3 separate regions of the Ovis aries genome follow, and regions 1 and 2 are each linked to region 3. The links are chromatin contacts, called in public Hi-C maps. All regions are on one chromosome and are shown on one strand. The core of a region is the stretch at or near the end of the contact, and the rest is flanking DNA. Distances in the headings are between cores, read along the strand shown. Region 1 has its middle 16 kb from the start of TRNAI-UAU. Region 2 has its middle 55 kb from the start of TRNAI-UAU. Region 3 overlaps THADA (THADA armadillo repeat containing).

Region 1 (3,114 bases), core at 417-2,916, 590 kb before region 3:
TTGAAAGTGTAGAGTCCTAACTACTGGACCACCAGGAATGTTTTTAAATATTAAATTTTCATTCATCAGCTGTTCGTGTAGACTCAGTGAAAATATTTTGTTGGATTTATATTTAAGATGCCATTTTTTTTTAGTCATTAGGTAATATACTCAAAGTTTCAAAATTCAAAGGTTTCAAAATAAGTAAACTTCTGTTTAATAGATAAAAGCCCAATCTAATGTTTCCGACAAAAAGGCAGCATGGATATTAAAAGACATAGGTGGAAAAATGTGTTAAGAGTATGGAAAACTCTTCCCCTGAGTCCTGCTTGCCTTTTATTTTGAGACTTTTGGGTGTACAGAAGTTTCAGCGTTTTCTTAAGTCATGTCTTTCCCTGTATAAGCTTTTCTTTGCCGGGAAAGTCATTGCCCATCCTGATATCCGCTCCCCATTCTTTTTCTTCAATTGTGTTTTCATGGCTTCATAATATGCCCTCTCAGCCACCTCAGAGAAACTTCAATTAGTGCTGTGGTTTTGAGATGGAGCCGAGGGCTGGTGTGGCTACCTGAGGGTGGTGCATTTCAAGGCTATTTGGGCTTAGACTCCAGCCCTGTCTCTGAACCAAACAGTCTCCCCATTTGGCAGTTACTCACGGCAGGACAAAGACAGAGGGGCCAGCGTCCTTCTTGCTGGGGCAGAGGGCCTGGGGGAATTGGCCCTGCCGTGGGGAGAACCTGGGGCATGGCAGCGCCAACTCTGGCCAGAGTCTGGGCACCCTAGTCAGCTAGTCAGAGATGCAGGTGTCTTCAGGCATAGCCGAGCCAAGTGTGGGTACTCTGGTGGACACTCTGAGACTTGGGGAGTCCTGCCCACCAGCAGCAATGCAGGGCTGGTTTCCAGATCCTGAGGACTGGGGAACCAGGGAGGCCATGAAACTGAGAACTCTGAACAGGGACCATGCAGGTGGGGTGGGCCCTCTGAGATACGGAGGAGCCCAGTTAATCAGGACAGGCATTGGTCCTAGTAGCCAGCATGCTCCTGCGGCATTTCAGAAAATGGTGCCAGAGTGGCTGAAACGATTTGTGTGATCATGTGTGTGTGAGTCCTTAAGCAATGCATCGTGGTAGACATATATCAGGCAGTGAGCTATTCCAGGGTCGTTATTGCTACCTGCTGCTTTAGTCTCAGCAGGGACATGTACACGCCCCCTTCCCTTACACCCTCTCCCTGGATGTTGGGGTGGCCCAATCAACCTTGTTCCTAAGGGGGCTCTTCTTGTTCCCAGGACAGCCTGGTCTGAGCACTGAGCTGGGGACACAGCTCTTGGCTGGATAGCTGGAGGTCAAATGTTGTCGTCAACCCATCCTCAAGTCATGATGTCAGAGATCATTCTGCTCTTTCTTGGATATCAGTTTCCTCATCCATAAAATGGGATGACTGACATTGCAAACCAGATGACCAAATGGAGGAATAAGTGAGATACAGTTCTGGAAAAAGGAAAGAATCATCCAAGGCCAGGGCTTTGCGGTGGCCCACCCCGGGCCGTGGACCACCGCTCCTCATGCTGTCCCTCTGGACTCCAGCAGGTGGCAGCATCGCTCCTCTCGCGTGTGCTCTTTGTCCTGGTGGGCCGGAGCTTGGGCCTTACTCAGTTCACACCCCACGTTCCCACCTCCCAGAGGAAGTGGGAGGGATAGGAACAGCCTCTGACACAGCGGCCAGGGCCAGGAGCCCAAATGCCCTGGGTGGGAAGGGCCTGGAAGGAGAATTAAAACCTTGCTCTTTCTCTCCAAAAAGCACAGAGGGGCCAGGGGGCTGAGTCCCGTTGTGTGTGAGCACAAGGAGGTTAATGTGGGCACTTGGGGTGAAGGGACCGTTCTGCCACAACCCGTCCCACCCCACCTGGAGGAGGCCAGGACCTCTTCTCTGCCAGGCCAGCTGGCACTTCAGTGGGAATGGGGAAGTTCCTCTATTTGTGTGTGTGTGTGTGTACTAGGATTGATAATATCGCTCACACTTCAATTCGTCTGTGCGGAGTAAAAAGTCATTTCTTTATTTATTGTATAATTAATCTGGCCTTTCCCCCAACTCCTATCTGATAAGCAATGAGAAAAACAATGAAATGTCCCACTTGATTTAAACGTCCTGGGACCTGAGAGTTTAGCCTGTCCTGTTAAGTGATTTTCATTCTGCTTACAGAAAGTGTTGTTTTCAAACTGAACACTTCCTAAGTTTCTCCCACCGATGCAAGGTGGAGGTGTGTGGACAGACAGGGCAGCTTGTGTGACAGCTGGCAGCAGCCACGTGTTGGGATCCTGGGGTGTGGTGTCCTTTGGTTTCCAGGCAAGGTAGCTTGTCCCTGCTGAGTTTGTGACTCGTGGTCTGGTCTTGCTTGTCCGTCCAGAGCCCCTGTGGTGCCCCTGGCTGCCTCCCACAGGGCCTCCCACTGACCCAGTGGTCCCCTCCCTTCCTGTGGCATCTCATTGTTGAGTGGGCGTGACCCTGGGTGACCTGCAGGCTCACAGCTTGGTAGGTAGGCCTGTGGAAACTGAGGCTGGCCTGTGAAGCTGAGCTTCCCAGGCTCCTCTGCCTTACCCGGAGCCTTGGTGTTGGAGACAGAGGCAGGTAGGTTCAGAGCAGCCTGGGAGACGGGCAGGGTTGTCACCAGGGCCCCTCTATTGAGCAAAGCAGATGGGACTTCCTCCTCTTGCCCAGGCATCCCTTACATAAAATGCCTTGATCACACTCAAGAAGAGAAACGAAGGCATCCGGAAAATATGCTCTCAAGAGCATAGCATGGCTTAGAAGTCTTTTGACTTACCACATAATCATATTTTGCAGGTCAGATGCCGAACATTACAGCATTTTTCTTTTGTGCTTTTTGTGTCGAAACTCCATCCTCATCTCTCCTCAGGCAGAGAGGATGCCTCGGGCTAAGGAAGATGAAGGTCTTGTATTTATAAAGGCAAGAAAGAAAAACACATTCATAGATTTTCAAATACCCTTTTATGCTTGAAATGTTAACAACATTGGATAATGGACAAAGGATACCTAACAGGTAAAATGTGAAGGATTTTTCCACGGGGATAATTCACTATCTTGCTCGTGTTAGACTCTGTCCTTTTAGGGAGGAT
Region 2 (3,149 bases), core at 565-3,064, 550 kb before region 3:
GGGGCCACCGGGCTGGGATGATGTTACAGCAGGTGCAGGCGGTCACACTCAACGGATGTGAGGGGAGTGGGAAGGCCTCCTTCCACCACGTCACCCTAACCCTGCTTTCACGGTGCCTGATCTCCCACTGGTAGAAGCCTACACCTTTGGGCCGAGCATTGATTTGGGAAAGGTCCCACCCACATTAAGCAGAAAAGAGCTCAGTGTAATGAGTCCCCTGTGACCACTAGAGCCTCCAGGGCTGCAGGAAGGCACTGGGGACTTGGGGAAGTGAGGACAGGTTCCTGGAGGAGGGACAGGGGCACAGAAAAATGAGGGGAGAGGGACTCAAGTGGGAGACCAACCCCACCTTCCGCTGCTCTTGTCTCTAGTGGGCCTGGGCCACCCCCAACAGTTGCAGGAGAAAAGGGTGCAGTCCAGAATGGGCGCAAGAATGACCGTGCCTGGCTTGCGTCCCCAGGCAGATGGAGGCCAGGAATGGGAGCACCTGGGGGACGGGCTGGGTCTCCTTGCTCCCAACTGGGCCCCCAGAAAAAAAAACTGCCCTGCACCCCTAGAGTGTCCTATTGGGGGTTGGGTGCTCAGGGAGGAGGCCCTGATCCCAGGAACACTTCCTGCCCAGGCTAAGGCCTGTGGGGAATATGTGAGTTGGGGGTGGGGGCTGGTTGTTGGGAGGAGAAGAGCTCTTTCTTGTTCTCAGTTCACCCCTTTCTTGAAACTCTCAGAGTACAGAACCAAAAAAAGAGCTCCCCAGGCCTGGAGACACCATGTTGACCATCTCCTGTGTGACGCATCCTGTGGATTTCATCAAGGCAGGTTCTGGACGCTCTCTGTTGTAGATTTTCCCCGAGTGGCTGATAAACTTGCTTACTCCAAGTAACTCACGATCGATAATGGTTAGAGGTGTGTGTGCCTTCCTAGGTGGATAAAAGAGGAACAAGACTCACCAGAAGCTGGACTGCCCATCCAGGGAGGAGAGGGAGATAATTTGAGGCCAGGAACCTTTCTGCTCACTCCTATCATGAAGGTAATATTCATCAGCCCAGATGTTGGTATAATATGCTAGAATTTGCAAAGCCATTTCACGTAGGGTGCCTTATTCGATCCTCCCATCACGTGATTGAGGTGGACAAGGAGAGGATTATTAATATCATTTTTGCAGATGAAGACAGAGATTAGGGCCCGGAGGGCTCAGGAACATATCCAGGGCTGCACAGCCAGATGGTGGCAGAGCGGGGACAGGGAATTAGTCATTCCTTTCCCTCTAAGTGAGGTCTTTTCTGGGATGCTGGCCTGCAGGGTCTGGGCGCAGGAGTCTAGAAGGGGCAAAGTCCAGAGAGTTGCAGGTGGTGGACAAGGCTGGAGGGTTGTAAGCAGAGGTCCTGTTTCAGGATCCAAACTTCATCTCTTTCTTGAAAGTTAGTTACCTCCCCAGAGCCTCAGTTTCCTCACTCATCAAGTGGGAATAACAACCCTTTCCTATTCTCCCAGGGGGGTTACTGTGAGGCTCCCAAATGAGATAAAGTGATTGAAGCCTAGCTGCAGACTGCAGAGGCTGCCCAAGGGCTCCATTCCAGGAAGCTGGGGCTGGACTCTTTCTATGCTGTTCACACCCTTCCTTTGGGGAAAGCAGAGGATCAGAAATAGCCTTCAGTTTCTGTCCTCTCTGCCTCCCCTGGGATCAGGGCTGAATGTTTTCTTCTTGGAAAAACAAAAAAATCAAAGCCGTTGCAGAAAAATCAACAGTTCATTTCTGCTTCCCCTGGGCTTCCCTCCTGCTCTTTGGGGCCAAGAGGAGAGGAAGTTGCTGGAGGTCTGGGCTCGGCTGGCGGCCTTTTAGAGTCCTCGCTGCCCTGCAAGGGCCATGGGGATAGGACTGGAAGGCATTTGTCTTGTGTTCAGAGGCCGATGCAGGTAGCGCTCTGAGGTGGGGGACCCTGAACTTCCTTGAGAGACGGAGCAGGGAGGAGAGGAGCCCAGCTCTTCGAGGCCTGGCTATCATATCCTGCAAGCACCGGAACTGCCTGTACAAGCCAGACAAACGTGGCCTGCCCTCTAAACCAGAAATAATTATTCATTTCAACCGACATCTTTCTGGCCATTTGCAAAATGGAGTTCAGAATCCTGTGGGGCTTTTTTCCCCTTTAATGATCGGCAGATGAGTTTTCAGGGTGTGTTTATCTTTTTCAAGAAACAAGGAAAGCCTGGTTTAAGAGGAGAAACAGAACCTGTAGCCCACATATGTGTGGCACAGCTGGGCGACCCCAGATGAGTGTAGGCCAGGGCCTGGCCCTCTGCCCAGAGGTGGTGGCTGCCGACGTGGCTTCCCATTCCAGACCCAGGATCTTCACCTGAGATGGTTAGGTGGGCCCACCTGTGTCTCCTAAACCATGTCTGGGGAAAAGGGGACTTTACTTACAATTTCATAATGGCAGCAAAAGAGGTTTGTTGAGAAAACTTAAGCTATAGTATGGATGGACCGTATATGGTTTTCTAAACAGGTAGTCATACCCACAGCAATCTCAGACAACGTAAGGTATGTGTCTGACATTAGTTTCCAATCCCTCCTCAAGGAGGGGCTGAGAAAGGAATGTTTCAGTCCATGTTCTGGCCCAGGTTTCAGGCAGTATCTTTCTTCTCTCCTTTTGTTGCAAATCATTTTCGGTTCCATGGGTTGCAGGCAAGCTGTTCCCTTTCCTCTTCGGGAGCCTAGGGACTGTTGGTTTCTCTAATTTCCCAGGGTTGCACCTAGCGTGCACCATCTAGGAGGCATGGTTTCATAGCTCTATTTCTTTGCTGTTTGCTATAGCAGAGGCTTTTCTGGAGACCGAAAGTGGTGGATGGGACTCTCGGCAAGTGTGCACTGAGCTCAAGAATCCGGCTGTACCATGAGCCTTCTTCTTGCCGCTGCTGAGGTTGGTGTCACTCTACTGTCAGCCTTGGGTTTTGAAAGGATGGGAAAGGCACAATTTCTGATTATATCAAGGGCTTTTCCTCTCCTTTACAATAAAAATAGTTTCTAAACTAATTACCACATGGCTATTCACTATCATCTGTCTGTATACATACCCACATGTGTTACTGCAACATACTCACCCCAAAGCCCAGCATGTGGTGAAATTAGATGCTACGGGCTTGTCTCCTAATGT
Region 3 (3,096 bases), core at 18-2,517:
TGTGTAAAAATACACAGTACAAGTTAAGAAATATTCATGGCATGAAACCAACATTTACAATGTTCAGACATTTACAATGTTCAAAACCATTACCCGATTGCCTAGTGTGTGGCTAAAGAAGATAGAGTTGTGTTCATAAAATAAGACAATTTTCAATAACTTTATAGCAATTACTTCATTACTATGAAGGACTTCCTCTTAAACTGAGCTCAACAATCCAACCACATGTACATAACACAGCTTTTTCCTGTACTTCTTTACAACCACCAACTGTTGCATTATCTCTTTGTACCTGTATCATCAAGTAACCATTTTTAAAAAAACAAAACCAATAAATTCATTTTTCTACATCATTTCTGATGAATATCCCAAGAAAGAGCTTAGCTCTTTCCTTTTATTTTCTACAATCATTTACCTATGAGAAAATACTTATCAGATCTAACTCAATGGATCCACATTATTAATATGGCCAATAAAATACTAATCTGCTTCCCAACCAATGTATCAAGACAGTTTCCTATGTCATAAAAATGTCTTGAGTATCAAGGCATATTGTGCTGTGCTTAGTTGCTCAGTAGTGTCTGACTCTTTGGGACTCCATGGACTGTAGCCCACCAGGCTTTCCTAACCATGGGGATTCTCCAGACAAGAATACTGGAGTGGGTTGCCATGCCCTCTTCCAAGGGACTTCCCAACCCAGGGATCAACCCAGGTCTCCTGCACTGCAGGCGGACTCCTTACCATCTGAGCCACCAGGGACATTGAAGGTGAAAGTCGGTCAGTCATGTCTGACTCAGACGTGTCTGACTCTTTATAGCAACCCCATCAACTATATAGTCCATGAAATTCTCCAGGCCAGAATACTGCAGTGGGTAGCCTTTTCCTTCTCCAGGGGATCTTCCCAGCCCAGGGATCGAATCCAGGCCTCCTGCATTGCAGGCAGATTCTTTACCAGCTGAGCCACAAGGGAAGCCCTATACCAGGGATATTGGGCTTCCTCAATTACCTTGCCAAATCTGAGTAGAGATGTATAAATATGTACTGACTTTCCTAAGTATGTAAGGCCGTATACTAGCACCATGGAGAATATCCAGAAATAGAAGACACACACTTACTGCTAACACAGAGCTCATATTCTAATTAGACAGGAGTTATACAGTGTGTTAAAATAGCAATGTAAGAAGAAAGGTAGCTGACAGTAACAATGTAGGATTTAGAAAACAGCTTCCCGAAACTACTGCAGTAAGGATCACACACTCAAACGCCCACAAAGGCAGTGAGTTACACAGGCGGCAGAGGACTGGGTCTAAGGCAGGCACTATTAAGCTGAAGCTGAAGCTAATGCCCTGAGGAAAATGTAAGCCCGGTGTTGCCAGATCTTCTGCTTTTTCAACAGAAGCCAGAAACCCTAAGTTTTATGTGAATTCTATTTTGAAATGTTGGCAATAAATTAAAGAAAAAAAAAAAAACCGTATTGCGGGAGCCAAATAAAACACAGTTGTGGGCCAGATTTGACATATCAGCCACCAGTGTGTAACCTCTCCTCCAGAAGCACATGACTGACTCAATTTATGTGCGGTAACTCTTGAAATGGACCACAGATACACCGGCACAATTCATACCTTAATTGCAATGAAACTCTAAAATTGGACAAGCTCACTTACATCCATTCCACAGTTAACAAACATTAATGAAATCCCTGATATCTCCAAACAAGTCACTCTGTCCTGGTACTCTACTGACATCCCCTCTGACCTAGCTCAGGTCTTACCTCTCACCTAGTCTATGGACTTGGTTCCCAAAGACTCCTTAGGTTGAAGATGACTTAGTAAAGTCATCCATGACCCTATCACCTTGAGATGGACAGGTACACACTGCTATATTTAAAAGTAACAACCAAAAAGGACCTACTGTGTAGCACAGGGGACTCTGCTCAATGTTATGCTGCAGCCTCGATGGGAAGGGAGTTTGGGGGAGAATAGATACATGTATATGCATGGCTGAGTCGCTCTGTTGTGCTCCTGAAACTACCACAAAATTGTTAGCAGGTTACACACCAATATAAAATTAAAAGTTGGTGGTTGTTTTTTTTAAAGAATCACACAAAAGCATAAAACGAAAAGAAAAATCAATACACAAACTTCATCTTGCCCTAAACCAAACTTTCTGACAAAGACTGCCAGAGGCAGTAAAGTTAAAACAGGACTGCCTGGAGAGGAAAGGGGAAGCCTGAGGAGGCACACTTTATCAAAACCATAGAGGACTGTTTTACAGACTGAATGAGGGCCTGCAGAAGGAAAACTCCCTTGTTTGATTCAACAGGCTGAAGGCAGGAGACACATAATGTCTTTGAGTAATGTTAAGATGGATCAGAAGGATTACCATCCTGATCCATTCACCATCAAGTTCCCTCATTAGTGGCCAATGACTATCATTAATTTTTCCAGTAGATACAGCAAATTAGTGGTGTTCTACCATTAATTAGTTACAGTTTTTAGAAAAACTACCATTAAAAAAAAAAAAAAAAGCTTTCCCTAGTGAGCTATTTGGTCATTCTGTTATCAGTTAATACAGAATTATTTCCATAAATTTACCAGTTTGCAGAATAATGAGTTCATGCCACAGTAATCTCCAAAGGTGACCAAAAGATAAACTTATAAGACATTTAAAAAATGATCCTTTTATTGAGATATAATTCATATATCATAAAATTCACTTATCTTAAAGGGTACTCTTCAGTAATTTTACTATATTCACAAAGTAGAAATGATCACCACTACTTAACTCCAGAACATTTTCATGACTCCAAAATGAAACTCTATATACATTAACAGTCATTTCCCGTCTTCCCACTCTAGGCAAGACTTTCTGTCCCTATGGATTTGCCTGTTCTGGACATCTCACACATTCCTCCAACCTTCTGTATGTGGCTTTCATTCTCAAGGCTCACCCGTGTTGTAGCATTTGTCAGTATGCCATTCCTTCTTATGACTGAATAATATTCCACTTTATGGATATACTACATTAAAAAAATCTGCTTATCATTTGATGAGCACTGGGTTGTTTCCACTTTTCGTCTATTATGGATAATGGTGC

Evidence for each region. A called contact is a pair of places that touch in the nucleus more often than the background predicts.
Region 1: a Hi-C map of tail adipose tissue shows a contact between it and region 3, with 4 times the contacts expected there. The contact joins two enhancer-like sites. A contact is called at or near these places in 2 of 16 Hi-C or Micro-C datasets (skin fibroblasts and tail adipose tissue).
Region 2: a Hi-C map of tail adipose tissue shows a contact between it and region 3, with 4 times the contacts expected there. The contact joins two enhancer-like sites. A contact is called at or near these places in 4 of 16 Hi-C or Micro-C datasets (hypothalamus, muscle, omental adipose tissue and 1 more).

The regions. Positions count from the first base shown.
Region 1 is chr3:81,333,088-81,336,201 of ARS-UI_Ramb_v3.0, reverse strand. No RefSeq gene overlaps it. Among named protein-coding and RNA genes, the nearest start is that of TRNAI-UAU, 16 kb to the left of the region's middle. Within about 2 kb of position 1,666, at least 19 of the 54 cell types and tissues checked have an H3K27ac peak or open chromatin away from gene starts, as enhancers often do. A contact at or near this core is called in tail adipose tissue, where this site is marked.
Region 2 is chr3:81,293,821-81,296,969 of ARS-UI_Ramb_v3.0, reverse strand. No RefSeq gene overlaps it. Among named protein-coding and RNA genes, the nearest start is that of TRNAI-UAU, 55 kb to the left of the region's middle. Within about 2 kb of position 1,814, at least 9 of the 54 cell types and tissues checked have an H3K27ac peak or open chromatin away from gene starts, as enhancers often do. A contact at or near this core is called in tail adipose tissue, where this site is marked.
Region 3 is chr3:80,743,977-80,747,072 of ARS-UI_Ramb_v3.0, reverse strand. The region is part of intron 25 of THADA (THADA armadillo repeat containing); the gene reads right to left. Among named protein-coding and RNA genes, the nearest start is that of THADA, 92 kb to the right of the region's middle. Within about 2 kb of position 1,267, at least 12 of the 54 cell types and tissues checked have an H3K27ac peak or open chromatin away from gene starts, as enhancers often do. A contact at or near this core is called in tail adipose tissue, where this site is marked.